Regions from separate parts of the Anas platyrhynchos genome. Here region 1 is linked to region 2. A link is a contact called in public Hi-C data. All regions are on one chromosome and are shown on one strand. The core of a region is the stretch at or near the end of the contact, and the rest is flanking DNA. Distances in the headings are between cores, read along the strand shown. Region 1 overlaps EPB41L2 (erythrocyte membrane protein band 4.1 like 2). Region 2 overlaps AKAP7 (A-kinase anchoring protein 7).

Evidence for each region. A called contact is a pair of places that touch in the nucleus more often than the background predicts.
Region 1: a contact with region 2 is called in a Hi-C map of subcutaneous adipose tissue, with 4 times the contacts expected there. The contact joins two enhancer-like sites. A contact is called at or near these places in 3 of 8 Hi-C or Micro-C datasets (liver, skeletal muscle and subcutaneous adipose tissue).

The regions. Positions count from the first base shown.
Region 1 is chr3:63,280,248-63,286,600 of IASCAAS_PekinDuck_T2T, forward strand. All of the region lies in intron 3 of EPB41L2 (erythrocyte membrane protein band 4.1 like 2), which reads left to right. Among named protein-coding and RNA genes, the nearest start is that of EPB41L2, 42 kb to the left of the region's middle. Within about 2 kb of position 2,129, at least 1 of the 8 cell types and tissues checked has an H3K27ac peak or open chromatin away from gene starts, as enhancers often do. A contact at or near this core is called in subcutaneous adipose tissue, where this site is marked.
Region 2 is chr3:63,200,398-63,206,324 of IASCAAS_PekinDuck_T2T, forward strand. It overlaps AKAP7 (A-kinase anchoring protein 7), which reads right to left. Exons shown (of 8, transcript XM_072036004.1): 4 at 5,700-5,836; 5 at 385-545. Among named protein-coding and RNA genes, the nearest start is that of TRNAQ-UUG, 5.2 kb to the left of the region's middle. Within about 2 kb of position 2,089, at least 1 of the 8 cell types and tissues checked has an H3K27ac peak or open chromatin away from gene starts, as enhancers often do. A contact at or near this core is called in subcutaneous adipose tissue, where this site is marked.

The DNA.
Region 1 (6,353 bases), core at 879-3,378, 80 kb after region 2:
GCAGTAGATACATGCTTTCCTGAAGAGCAGTATTATCTGTATTTTCAATACTTTGTTATATACTGCAGTCAATACAAGCATCTAAGAGAAAGCTTGCAGAGTCCCACTTAAATATATCATTTTAGGTGCATTATAGCTATTCAGGGAAAAAGAACACTGAGCAGATCAGCCCTGATCTTTCAAGAGAATAACTGTTCCAGGAGTAGCTAGCTTGTGCTAGCTGCAAAATAGAAATTAAAATGTCAGCACAAGACATCTTGGATGGCTTAACTTTGAGGTTTGAGGAAGATAGGATAGCTGGGGAGGGGATATGGGAACAGCATTTACTCAGTGCAGCAGCGATTGTGAATCATTTTAAACTATCCTGTTTGTCTTTATTTTTGATTTGCTATTCTATTAATAGGCTAGGTTTATTTCCTTGAATGTGTGTCAATATCTCTGAAGGTCTGTCAAGAGTTAAATAACATATTGGCAACAGCATAGCCAGCAGAGAGCTGCAGCTTACCTGCGGAGATCTAGGATTATTTCACTGTATAGTTTGAGGCTTTGTATTTATTTGGAGTTCGGATTAAGATTGCTTAAGGTTAATTGCCAGGGATGCCAAGTGTAAAACAAGTATTTGAAACTGGCTGCTTCCTTCCTATTGGTAGGAATTGGTGGTAGTATCAGTTTTGTATTTCAATTTGCATCCTGATTTGGGGGGGGGGGGGGGAAATTAAATAATTTTACACCTGTCACCTATTTAAAATCATTTATAATTTTAATGTCATTTATTAAGTTCTTATTTCCCTCAGTTTAACAATACCGATAGAGTTTTACACATTTCTGGCTTGCCAAAGAGAGCTGTTATTTCTATAGTGCACATATTTGACAACAGAAAAAATCTTGAAGCGTATGTTAAAGCTGAAATATAGAACCGATGCTGCCACCTCAGAAAAGGCCCTTCTGTAGTGATGCTTACACCCTGAAGCTTTGTAAATGTTTGTTCGTTGAACTCGGGTCTTGTACATGGCAGAGCAGACTGCCTTAATGTGTTCTCAGTTGGTTTCTGCTATTGCTTATAAGCTGAATAACCAAAAATAAAAATCCAACAGGCGTTTTTAACGTGATCTCAGTAACATCTGCAACTTTGACACTCAACTTTGACATACTGGTGAAATAAAGACAATGGCTGTATCTGTTTAGGAAAGTTGTGCACAAATGTTCTGCTTGTAAGGTCTGTCAGTAGCATTCTACCAAAAGCACAGGTTGGTCACTTGTCACTTCTTTTTCCTGAGCTTGAATTCTGGTATTATGGCTATTTCCCTTTTTTCTGTGCTTTTATATATTTCCTCAACATGTGAGATAGTAATAATTCTCTATATGACTTCCACTAAAGAGGAAATAGATACTTGTCAAAACAATTGTGCGTGTCTGGGATTCCAGCATCCAGAAGCTTTATTATGCTGGGGCCTCTCAGTTTGCTTGGGGGTGGGAGGGGAAGTCATGGGTCCTAGTACATCATTTTTCAACCTGAGTTGGCAAGTGCTTTGATCAACTATGTTATTGTGAGTGCCCTGAAAGCATACTTTATGCAAGAGTAGGTTTAATGTCACATGTATAAAATGAAACTGTTTTTAATCTTGCTGATTCATTGCAAATGCAAAGAATAAAAGTTGAAAATTAAAAATTTGTCATGGCATTTAGAGAGAAATCATCTCTAAATCAGAACAAGCTAGAATAATTTACAGAACCTAAATGGATTTTTTTTTCAATTTTCTTTAATCAGAATTGGGAAAAGTGAAATACTGCCTGTGCTTCAGTGGAATTGTTGCACTGTCACAGAAACAAAGCCCTTTGGTATGGGATGAGGTTGAAGGAAGGATATGGAGCCAGCAGAGAAAGCATTGCTCAGAACAAATGATCGCTTACTACTGTCTTTAATCTTTAAAATTGTGGTTCCCATGAGGGGTTAATGTGAACGGTCAAAAACCACTGTAAACTTGCAACTTTGGTTTCTAAGATAGGGAGAGATTTTTTTCTCAAACTGTTGCTTTTAGTTTGTTGGACAGACAACAGGAAAACAGAGCTGTCTCTTGACCCATGTGCGTTTTCTGGCTGCTGGAATGAAAAGATTTGGAACTAAATCCTGGTTTTCCACTGAACGTGCCCTTCTCTAGCAGTGTCAGGGCTTGGGTGGGGTCATTCTTGTTCAATAAAGCTTTTCAAAAGTGTTGGATTCTCATCAGCTTGCAACTTTTTTTTTTTCAGCTCTGGGGAACAGCACAAAGCTAACTTAATAAGCAGATTGTATATGTGTGTATGTACTCTGGCAGAGAGATTGCTTGATTTGAATTAAGTTGCTTTCTGAGACTTCTTAGCCTTGATACATCAAAATGTCCGTAGATTGTAAAGGCAGAATTGATAGACTCCTGTTGTCTCTGCATGGGAAATGGATAACATCAGCATAGGTGAAAGGCTGTATATTTGCTTAAATTTAATCCCAAAGATGTTCTCATGTTGGCTTCAGAATTTGGCTTTGTGTAGCACTTGGAATGTAGTTATGTTCTGGTTTTATTGAAAACTTTCCTGTTGTTATGAGCTTTGCATATTGTATTGATGCTGTGACATAAATGATGCAGTCTTCAAAGATTTTTATTCCATTTGGGAAGCAACACTTTTCTAAACGTTTTATTATATGTTTTTAGGGCACTAGCTGCTGTCAGTGGACAAATTTTATCAAAATAGTGTTTAAATTCATTTGCGTGTTCCATAGTAGCATCTTTCCTTTCTGAGGAGTTATACCCCTTAAACTGCATTATCCTTTAAAATGAATGCTATTAAGATGTACATGTATTGCAGTAAATGACTTATGCACTAGAAAAAAATGATGTTCTGCAAAAGGTTCCTTATGAAAAGCTGGGAGCACTTGAATGGTAGGGAGTAGATATGTACTGTTGAGTTGCTTTAACTGGAAAAAGATACTGAAGAAGTCATAAAAACAATTGGGTTGGAAGGGACCTTAAAGACCATCTAGTTCCACCCCCCTGCCATGGGCAGGGACACCTCCCACCAGACCAGGTTGCCCAAAGCCCCATCCAGCCTGGCCTTGAACACCTCCAAGGATGGGGCATCCACAGCTTCTCTGGGCAGCCTGTGCCAGGGCCTCACCACCGTCTGAGTGAAGGATTTCCTCAGTCATATGCACTGATTCCCTCTTGACTTTACGAAGAGGATTTGAGGTAGCTTTAAGTTGTTTTCTAGAAATTTGTCAACATAAGTTTTATTGTGAAAGTCTATCTAGACCGCAGGTACTCACTGTTCAGTTTTTGGCAGAAGTAACTTTCTCTGTCACATTTCACTTATTATCTATATCTTTGATGTTTTTGTCTTCAGAATAACTCTAATGCCATATTTATATCATAGATTCAGAAGTATTTCTTAAGCTCACATCTTCTGTAAGGAGTAATGAATCTTTTTCTGATGAGTCTTGGTATTTTGTGTGTTGCAAGAAATGATAACACGCTTGGAATATTTTTCTCATGCTACAAATCTTAGTTCTACAGGCTTAATGTTTATGTTGGGATAAAAAATGTTTTCCTGGCAATACACATAGGCTACTATATTTAGAAGCATTGTATGCTTGCAGATACTCAGCTGTGTGGTGGCGTAGATGTGAACGTGAAGGCTGACAAAAATATCTGGTCTTTTGAATAGTGACTTTGCTTATGATGATCATTCCCGTTAACTCTGGGGCTGCTAGCCATCATGCATGTGCCAGGATGTCTTTGGAAACTGGCTTTTATAGACCTAATAACACTGGGAAGGTGCTGTTTTGTGCCTTTTCTGATCTTGAAGATGAGTGTGGAGGCTATACGTATATAATTAGACACACATGCTCATGTGTCCTTAGATATATGATAATGTTTTAGTATCACAGAGTAGTAATTCAGTGTCTGGTCCTGAAGTCCTATATCTTTTTAAAAAGTCATGTTAACACTTGTGGGAAAACATACAATTACATGTACTTGCTATAACTTGAACTATGCTTCACACTGAAATATTGTTGCTGTTTTCAGTGTGGTGTTTGAATTGTGCTGGGGATTTTTAGAACTATTATGGCACCATCTGCTGACCGATGTCAAGACTGGCAATGACAGTTTGCTCACCTGGCTGCTACACTGAAAATCCGCTGCAGGTGAAGAATTAAGAGGCAGTTTATGCAGAATCATAAGAAAGGGCAATTTTTAGCTGGCTTGTGTTTGGGATAAATATTTTTATCGGGAGATACTATTGCAAAGGCCGGATGATAACACAGCTTTAGTTGTCCAGTCATCTGGACTATTGCAGAAGGCTTTTCAGAACAGCTATGAAGCTTGAAATCAATTTTTTTTGTCTATGTGTAGTAAAGGATTGTTCTTGTTACTCTGCCCTTTAGTACTTTATCTTCTGAGTTTGCAGAGGAGAGATTTGAGAGCATTAGATCAGTTTAGGCTCCAGCTCTGGTGGTCTTGTCATAACATGGGAAACTGCTTGACTCTGACTTGATTGTTGCTTAAGTTTAAAAAGCTTTAAGTTTAATAAAAAAAAAAAAAGGAAGAAAACTTGTGTTCTCTGGTAGTCAATTCACTTCTTGAAGTCCAAGAACTTCTTCAATCTTAGATTATGTACATGGATTAACACAATGACCAACAAGTGCAAAATCTGGTGGGACTTCTTTTTCAGACGTCAGTAAGCCTGCCACTTGAGTGTCTGCCTAGGGTTTCTTCTCTGTTTGTCACTCTTGCTGCAGGATTCTTATGCTCGTTCACGTTTGTCATTTCAAAATGAAGTCTTACGAATGGTTTAATGCCATCTTGCAATATGAAGGAGGGGAGATGAGAAATTTGTCCTGCTGTAGATGTTTAGAGGGCCTAAGAAATGAAGAAGGGGAGAAAATACTTGATGTGATTGTTCTGTTTAGTAGGAGCCAACCTGAGTTTATGATGCCTTCTTGGAGACAGGAGAGCAAGAAAAGATAAAATTAAAGCTTCAGACCTGTCCGTTTTAAGCCTAAATGGGTTTGTTTTTGTCGATATCTTCTGAGAGAAATGTTACCTGCTTGCTTCTGTTTTCTGTTTTGTTTTTTTCTTAGCTGTTACATTGCAGGGCTGGATGAGACTCATAGAAACCCTCTTTAGCTACTTAGAGATGCATGGGGGGAAAAAAGTCATCTGTAACAATGAAACCTCTAATTTGATTTTACTAAGCAGAGTGGATCATTCTGGGAGTATTCTTTGATCAGCAGATGCTTGGACTTTTCTCTCAGGAAAATTAATCTGTATTAGTCATTTTGATTTGGAAAATAAGCTTGTACGGTATTTTATTGAGATTGATACCTGCCACTAGGAAAGAACAGCAACAGTTGAGTTCTCTGTAAGATCTGAGGACATAAGCAAAATGTAACATGGCTAGTAGCAACTTCCAAACTGGCATACTAATACATGGTTTTAAATAGCAAATTCTCAACAGCTAGTCAAATGGAAACCTCCCTTTCAGAGGCTTATTAACTCTGAGAAATAGTGTAATACATAAATGTTAAAACTTTAATGCTATTTATGAAGAATGTTAGATAAAACACAAAGGACTTTTGAAGAAAATGGCTACATAACTAATATTTAAGCTTTAATTATATTCAGAAATTGCTAATGCAGCAGTAGATATACTACCTTTTAATTTCCTCATTACTGGATGCTTTTGTTTGTTATTTTAATAGCCTTCACTATCTAAAACAAGGAAACACCTACCACATGTAGCTAGACATTTGGTCTTGAGATGCTTGCTTAGTATGAATTTGCCTATGGATAGATATTTGAAGGCTCCCGTGTCTCTAAGATAATCATCAAGTTTGCTGCCTTTAGCTGACTGTTGTCCATCCTCTTTTGCCAGAAGGGCTTCTCTTGTGTGTTTGGGTATCTATTTCGGGCATCTATTAGCTTCTGTATCTTTTTTTCCTGTATCTGGGAATGGTCTAGATTAAGTGGTATTATTTCTGACTATTCATGAATGTGCTTTGGAAGTTTGGAGGTGATTTGTTTTCATACCTTCTTGTGATCTCTACTGGTTTCTAATCAACTTCAAGTGCAGTTTAAGCTGTCACCTCCTGACTGTAATGGCAGGGACTGATAGCAGTTGATTTTAATGCAGAGATTCCAAGTTATGAAGTTGATTGTAACTAATCTGCCAATCTCAAGGCCAAACAATTATACCATTAATTTAAAAAGAATTGTTTGAAGAAAGTTGTAAATCAGTGACTTCTGATAGAATCCAGCAACTTTAAACTTTTATTGTTGGACCCTTGGGGCTTATTTTTACTGGTCCACTTCAGTAAATTT
Region 2 (5,927 bases), core at 839-3,338:
AGACCACTCAGTTCTGATTCCCCTCCCATGGGCAGGGACACCTTCCACTAGACCAGGTTGCCCAAAGCCCCATCCAGCCTGGCCTTGAGCACTTCCAGGGATGGGGAAGCCACAGCTTCTCTGGATGACCTGTTCTCACACTTTGTACCACCCTCAGAGTAAAGAATTTCTTCCTAATATCTAATCTAAATCTATCCTTTTTAGTTTAAAGACATTACTCCTTGTCCTACCATTACAATCCCTGACAAAGAGTCCCTCCTGTAGGCCCCCTTTAGGCACTGGAAGGCCACTGTAATGTCTCCCCTGGGCCTTTTCATCTTTAGGCTGAGCAACCCCAACTCTCTGAGCCTGTCTTCACAATGTGTAAGAAATAACTTTTTTTACCTGCTATTTCTGTAAGTACAGCTGTATGATCATTTTCTGTCAACTTCACAAATCCAACTTCATTTTTGAAATGATCAATTCCTTGAAAAGACAAGTCCACAGTTTTTCCTTTTAGGAGATCTTCTACAAAATCCTTGCTGTCTGAAAGAGCATCAACTGCTCTGTCAAGAAGAAAGAAAACATCTGTGTGAAAGTCAAATATTAATGTTTACATTTCTATTAATTCTTCTATACATAAGTCTCAGAAAGCTCTATTAGTATTGATTTATTAGCTACTCAGGTACTTTTGCACTACTCCCTATCAATGCAGTCAGTACTATTCTCATCATTTTATAATGGTAAACTGGTTCATATGCCCTGTTGTAAAAACATGGAAACTACAAGGCAGACTTAGCAGCAAGTACAATTCCTTGAAAGAATTTATCTCAATTCTCAATGTGACTAGATAATAAGATGACAATATTTCTATTACTCTGTGCATCCCATTTAAGTAAGACTCTAATTCAGAAGCATTTGGTTTTCCATTCTGAAAGTAGCCTCCTTTTGTTCTTCTCCTGACATTGCAATGGGACACTCTAAGATGCTACTTCATTCAAACCTGCTACAGAATATTACTTATTACTGTAAACAGAGGTTAGTGACATTTTATATGTAATATATATATATATAATGATAAAATTAGATGGAATTAGATGGAAATTACTATTAAGCTCATTGAGAGCTATCAGGAAAAGACATACTATCTAAATTAATGCTTACTTTCTTTAAGGGAGAAGTAGGGCGCACATATAATATACATGTAACTTAAGAAACTGTAGCAAGCCTGGTAACCTGTTAATAATCATTTTAATTAGCCCCATTAAGTACATGTACTTGTTTTGAAATGATTCATGAGAAAAAAAATGTATATATATTCTTAGCGTCTTCTAAAATTCTCTTGCATGCTCCAAGTTTTTAGTTCTACTCAGTGAAACTAAATTTGAACAGCTCACTAAACTAATGTTGACTTTATCAACGCTAGATGGCAGTAACAGGTTAAAAAAATTTTGAGAGTTTATTTTATTCTCTCTACAGCAACTGGATGAAAGCCATCACCATAATTTCTGAAATCTATTTTTTAAGCCTGTACACATACAAACAGCTCTACTCACTTTTCCATTATGTTTAACAAGACAGAGTCTTGATGGGAACCATACAGTTAATTGAAATCAAGACCAGGTTAAGAAAGCATCTCTGATTGATATAGTTCTCCTGTGTTTTTTCTTACGACTTTAAGCTACAAACTGGAAGTATTTTAGCTCCTGTATGATCACTTTCAGCAACAATGCTATTACTTGTTCCTTGGCAAAGGTGTTTCTTTTTAAGCATTATCTCTGCCACCTTCATCACCTTAAGACAAGATTGTTCTAAGTGCCCTCCATGTCTGCTATACTTCAAGGCTTTTTAAAAACACCATCTAATACTGATTATACCTGTCAGATTATTTCACAGATTATTGTTTCTGTATTTATTTACTGACACAAACCTGAAAATCATTCCAAAACAGATACAGATATTACTAATAAACAGTATCAAAGACTTCAGTGGGCTTTTAAGTACTAAATCATGCCCTAAAATCCCTCTCTGGACTTTCTACATCTGAGAACTGGTACACAGACAGCCATGGAAAGCTCTGGTCCCCAGCTGAATACAGACTTGTATTTCCATACTGTAGGGTGTGCTGCAGAACTCACTGACCAGCCCAATTCCAGTTGATGAGGTCTATGAAAGGTCAACTCAAACAGAGCAGTGTGTTTTCAGTTTAGCACTGTTGTCACTAAAGATTTAGTTCTACTTTTTTTTTTAATAATCTTTAAATACACTAAATTATTTTTAAAAAATTGTTGTCATCTCTATTGAGAATATTTTGTATTTTTCTTTTCCATCTATCGTTTTATAACAACTGACAATTGCTTTGTAAGAATAAAGCACAAAGGACAAACGTTTCCGCTGAATTCAACAGCAATGAACACAACAGTGGTATTTTCTTCTTATTCCATACCAAATAGTACTTACAATGCCAAACAGTAATTACACTCAGTGCAACTACCCCACAAACATAACAAAAGAGCTTACATGCATTTTGCTCCAAACTGGAAAAATAATAATAAAAAAAAGGCAGTATATTCTCAGTGTATACAAACAAGGGTTACAGAAGCAGTGCTTCTCGTTTTCTATACTGTTCTAATGTAAACATTATAGCGTTTGTTTGGTGTAATTCTTTTCAGGAATTTCTGAACTGTTAGTTTAGAATTCAATAGCTTTCATATTTATAATAAAAAGGTTAGATTCACAGTATTTGACAAGTTACAAAAGGAACTTTAAGCTATAGTCTGTTAATGAAGGCACTTACTGTGAAGGCTGGTATCCTAATTTCCAATACCAGATCCCAAGTATGCTACGAATGCATTTGACATTAAAGTAAATAGATAAAAGACATGCTGTTAGCATGGACTACAACTGCTTTGCTTGAAGGGAGTGCTGTCATGACTCTTTTTTGCTTGTTTTCTTTATGTTATTTTAAACCTCACATTCTTGATTTCATACAGTCTTATAAAAACAGTTGTAACGTGTCCTCATGAAGGCTAGCCTACAGCCCATGAGTTAGAAAATTCCCATGCAAATTGTAGGTCTGGATTCCCTTAGAAGGAGAAACCTAAAATGCAGATCTTCTATTTCCAAGGCAAAAGCTGTATGTACTAAAACATCATATAAAGAGCTTTGTGCTGAACTGAGTATTATGTTTAGAACATTCTTATCATGTGTTTGGACTTCAAATAGCGTTCAACTCATTTCATTTCTATACAGACAGAAGTACTATTGTGCATATAGAGCAGAAAAACTGTAGATATCTATGTAACTTAACACATCCAAACTTTCGGATCTGTGAACTCTTAGATGTCTAGTTCACTAGTTGCCCTTTGTTTGAGAGACTACTGTCATCTGAAATTACACACAGGTTCTTCTGCTAGTCTGGATCTTGATTTAATTCCATTAATGTAGTATCGAAAATTGGTGATGCAAGGAAAAGAAAATTCAAGTTTTAACTCTTCAAGTACTTACAGAATATTAAGCAGAAAACATCAGTTATGAGAAAAATAAGAATTCCATATAATAGAAATGCAACCTAGAATACCTGAGGATAGCTGAGCTAGACACCTGTAGTAGGCACCTGGCCAGGAAAGGGGTGAATCCCTGGGGAAGCTGCTGCTGACTAGAAGACAGCTCCTGCATGCCTGGACTGTGGAGTTCTGCTGGGAGAGGCAGAGAAGAACTCCATAAGTAAGTGCCCAGGTGGCAGCTGAACAGAGAGAGCTGCAAAGGATGTTGCTGAGAATACTGAACTTGGCAATATTCATTTTGATACAGAATTCGTGACTCCAGTCATGAGGAGGCATACTTGCCTTTGAGGTATCCTCTCATACTGCCTTCTTCAGAAGTTCATACTTAAAACCCTTAAAAAAAAAAGTGCTCGCACAGTTGGTGATTGTTCTCTCTGATTTTCAGGTGCTACCAAAGTTCACTCATCAACCAGAGAAGGAGGAAGCTTGTGTGCCAACTCCAGGAGACAAAAGAACGTGGAGAGGAGAGGGAGCCCAGCAAATCTAGAATCCTTTGCTCTCATTTCAATTCCCTGCTTCCAGCTGTCTGTGTCTCTCCCTTCAGAGCAGTGTTGGAGGAAGAAGCCAACAGATTTGTAACCTCACAGAAGAGGTGACAGCATAGATCCCTCAAGGATTCAATATTACAACGTTCAAGGAAACATGTGAAAAACAAGCTGGGCAATTGATTTAGATACATTGATATCATTATTTTTAGGTGTGATAAATGTTTTCAGCCAAAATACCTTCTACTAATTGTTCTTACATTCCACCTTGGATTCTGGCTTTCCTATGAGCAATCTGTACTTCAGTAGCAAAACCTTCTGGGGGAAAAATTATTCAATGCACACACTTTATACACATCATTTTTTAACTGTGTGACCAAAACCCAAGCAATGTCTCACTGTACTTGTTCATTATTGGATCTATGTAATTCAGTATATGGACTGCACATCTTCTAATACTGCAGAGAAAACCACTACGATATATAGATGATGGAAGTCCCCTGAAAGAACTCATCTTGGGTACATGAAAAAGCAACGCTTTTCTTCCACAAAATTACAATATAAGGACTTTTGATTCATCACTAATTCTCTTCAAAATTGATACATAAGCAATGGAGGATTCCCAGATGTCTGTATAATGCCAGCAGGCCATTTATCAGCATTTTAATTAACACTGCTACAGGTACCCAAGTGTTTGTCATCTCCATCCTGCAATTACAATGTACACATACAGAGAGACATGACATATGTAGGCTACTGGGCACCGCATCTCAATAGCAACTGCCAGGAAAGTCTGTGTGAAGTAGGACTATGAAACACAAAGGATGTTTTCAAGTCAATCGTACAGCTAGACACACAAACTATTATTCTAAAGGTTCATAAATGATAGCTGTATGGACTTAAAAGTCTGAATTTCTTCATATTAACCATGGAGCTTGTACTTTAAAGTAGGCTTGTCAGAGAGCTATACAGCATGTGATAAACAGTAAAAGCCATCCAAAAACTTCATTTTTTATAAAGCAAATAGTCACATTTGACACTTATACATGGTATCATCACATAACACATAGCCCTTTCCATGACTGTTAGGACTTTTATATGAGCAAAAACTCAGCTATTTCACTGAAGCAATATAAAAATTATACTTTTGATAAGGCCTAATGAACTCTCTTTTAAAAATGTACTTATAGTTTGAGTATAACAAATTCATTTAGAGGCATTAAAAGCCAACTGCATGAGGCATTACCTTGCAGCTAAGGCTTATTTCATTGAAGTCTTTCAATGAAAGTTACTAATTTGGCCTATAGTATCTGCTGAGCTACAAAATTCTGAAAGCTCCTCTGTTGATCTGTTCAATGTCCCCTACAACAAAACATTGTTTTGAAATAACTACTTTAGCAAACATGAGATGTGTGCATGCAAGTTCAGCACACAGTTATGAAAAATGTAAGGAAGCAAAACGAGTACTTTGAGCAGAACTTATGACATACCATAAATTAGGAAAATGGCTGATATTAAGATTAGCACCTTAAGAACAACATGAATTAAATGCTCAGTAGCCCCAGTAATTTAGGGATGACAAAAAACAAGCATCAATTACCCCTCCTAGTCTTTTTTACTAACTCCTCCAACAAAACTACTTTTATACATTTAACACCAAAATACCTACATGCCAATTTCTTCTTCACCAGATAAATGCATCACCAACATGGTGACGTGCAGTGAGGCACAGCGAACCATTGCTTTGGAAAGCCTATGATCCTTTTGTATTATTGCATCTTGGACGGCCCGAATACCGTCAGTAATCTGGAAAGACAGACAGGCACAGAAACAGCAGTTAGCAATTACTGCATCCCATAATGCAAGTGAACAAGAAAGTGCACAAACTGAAGTCAAA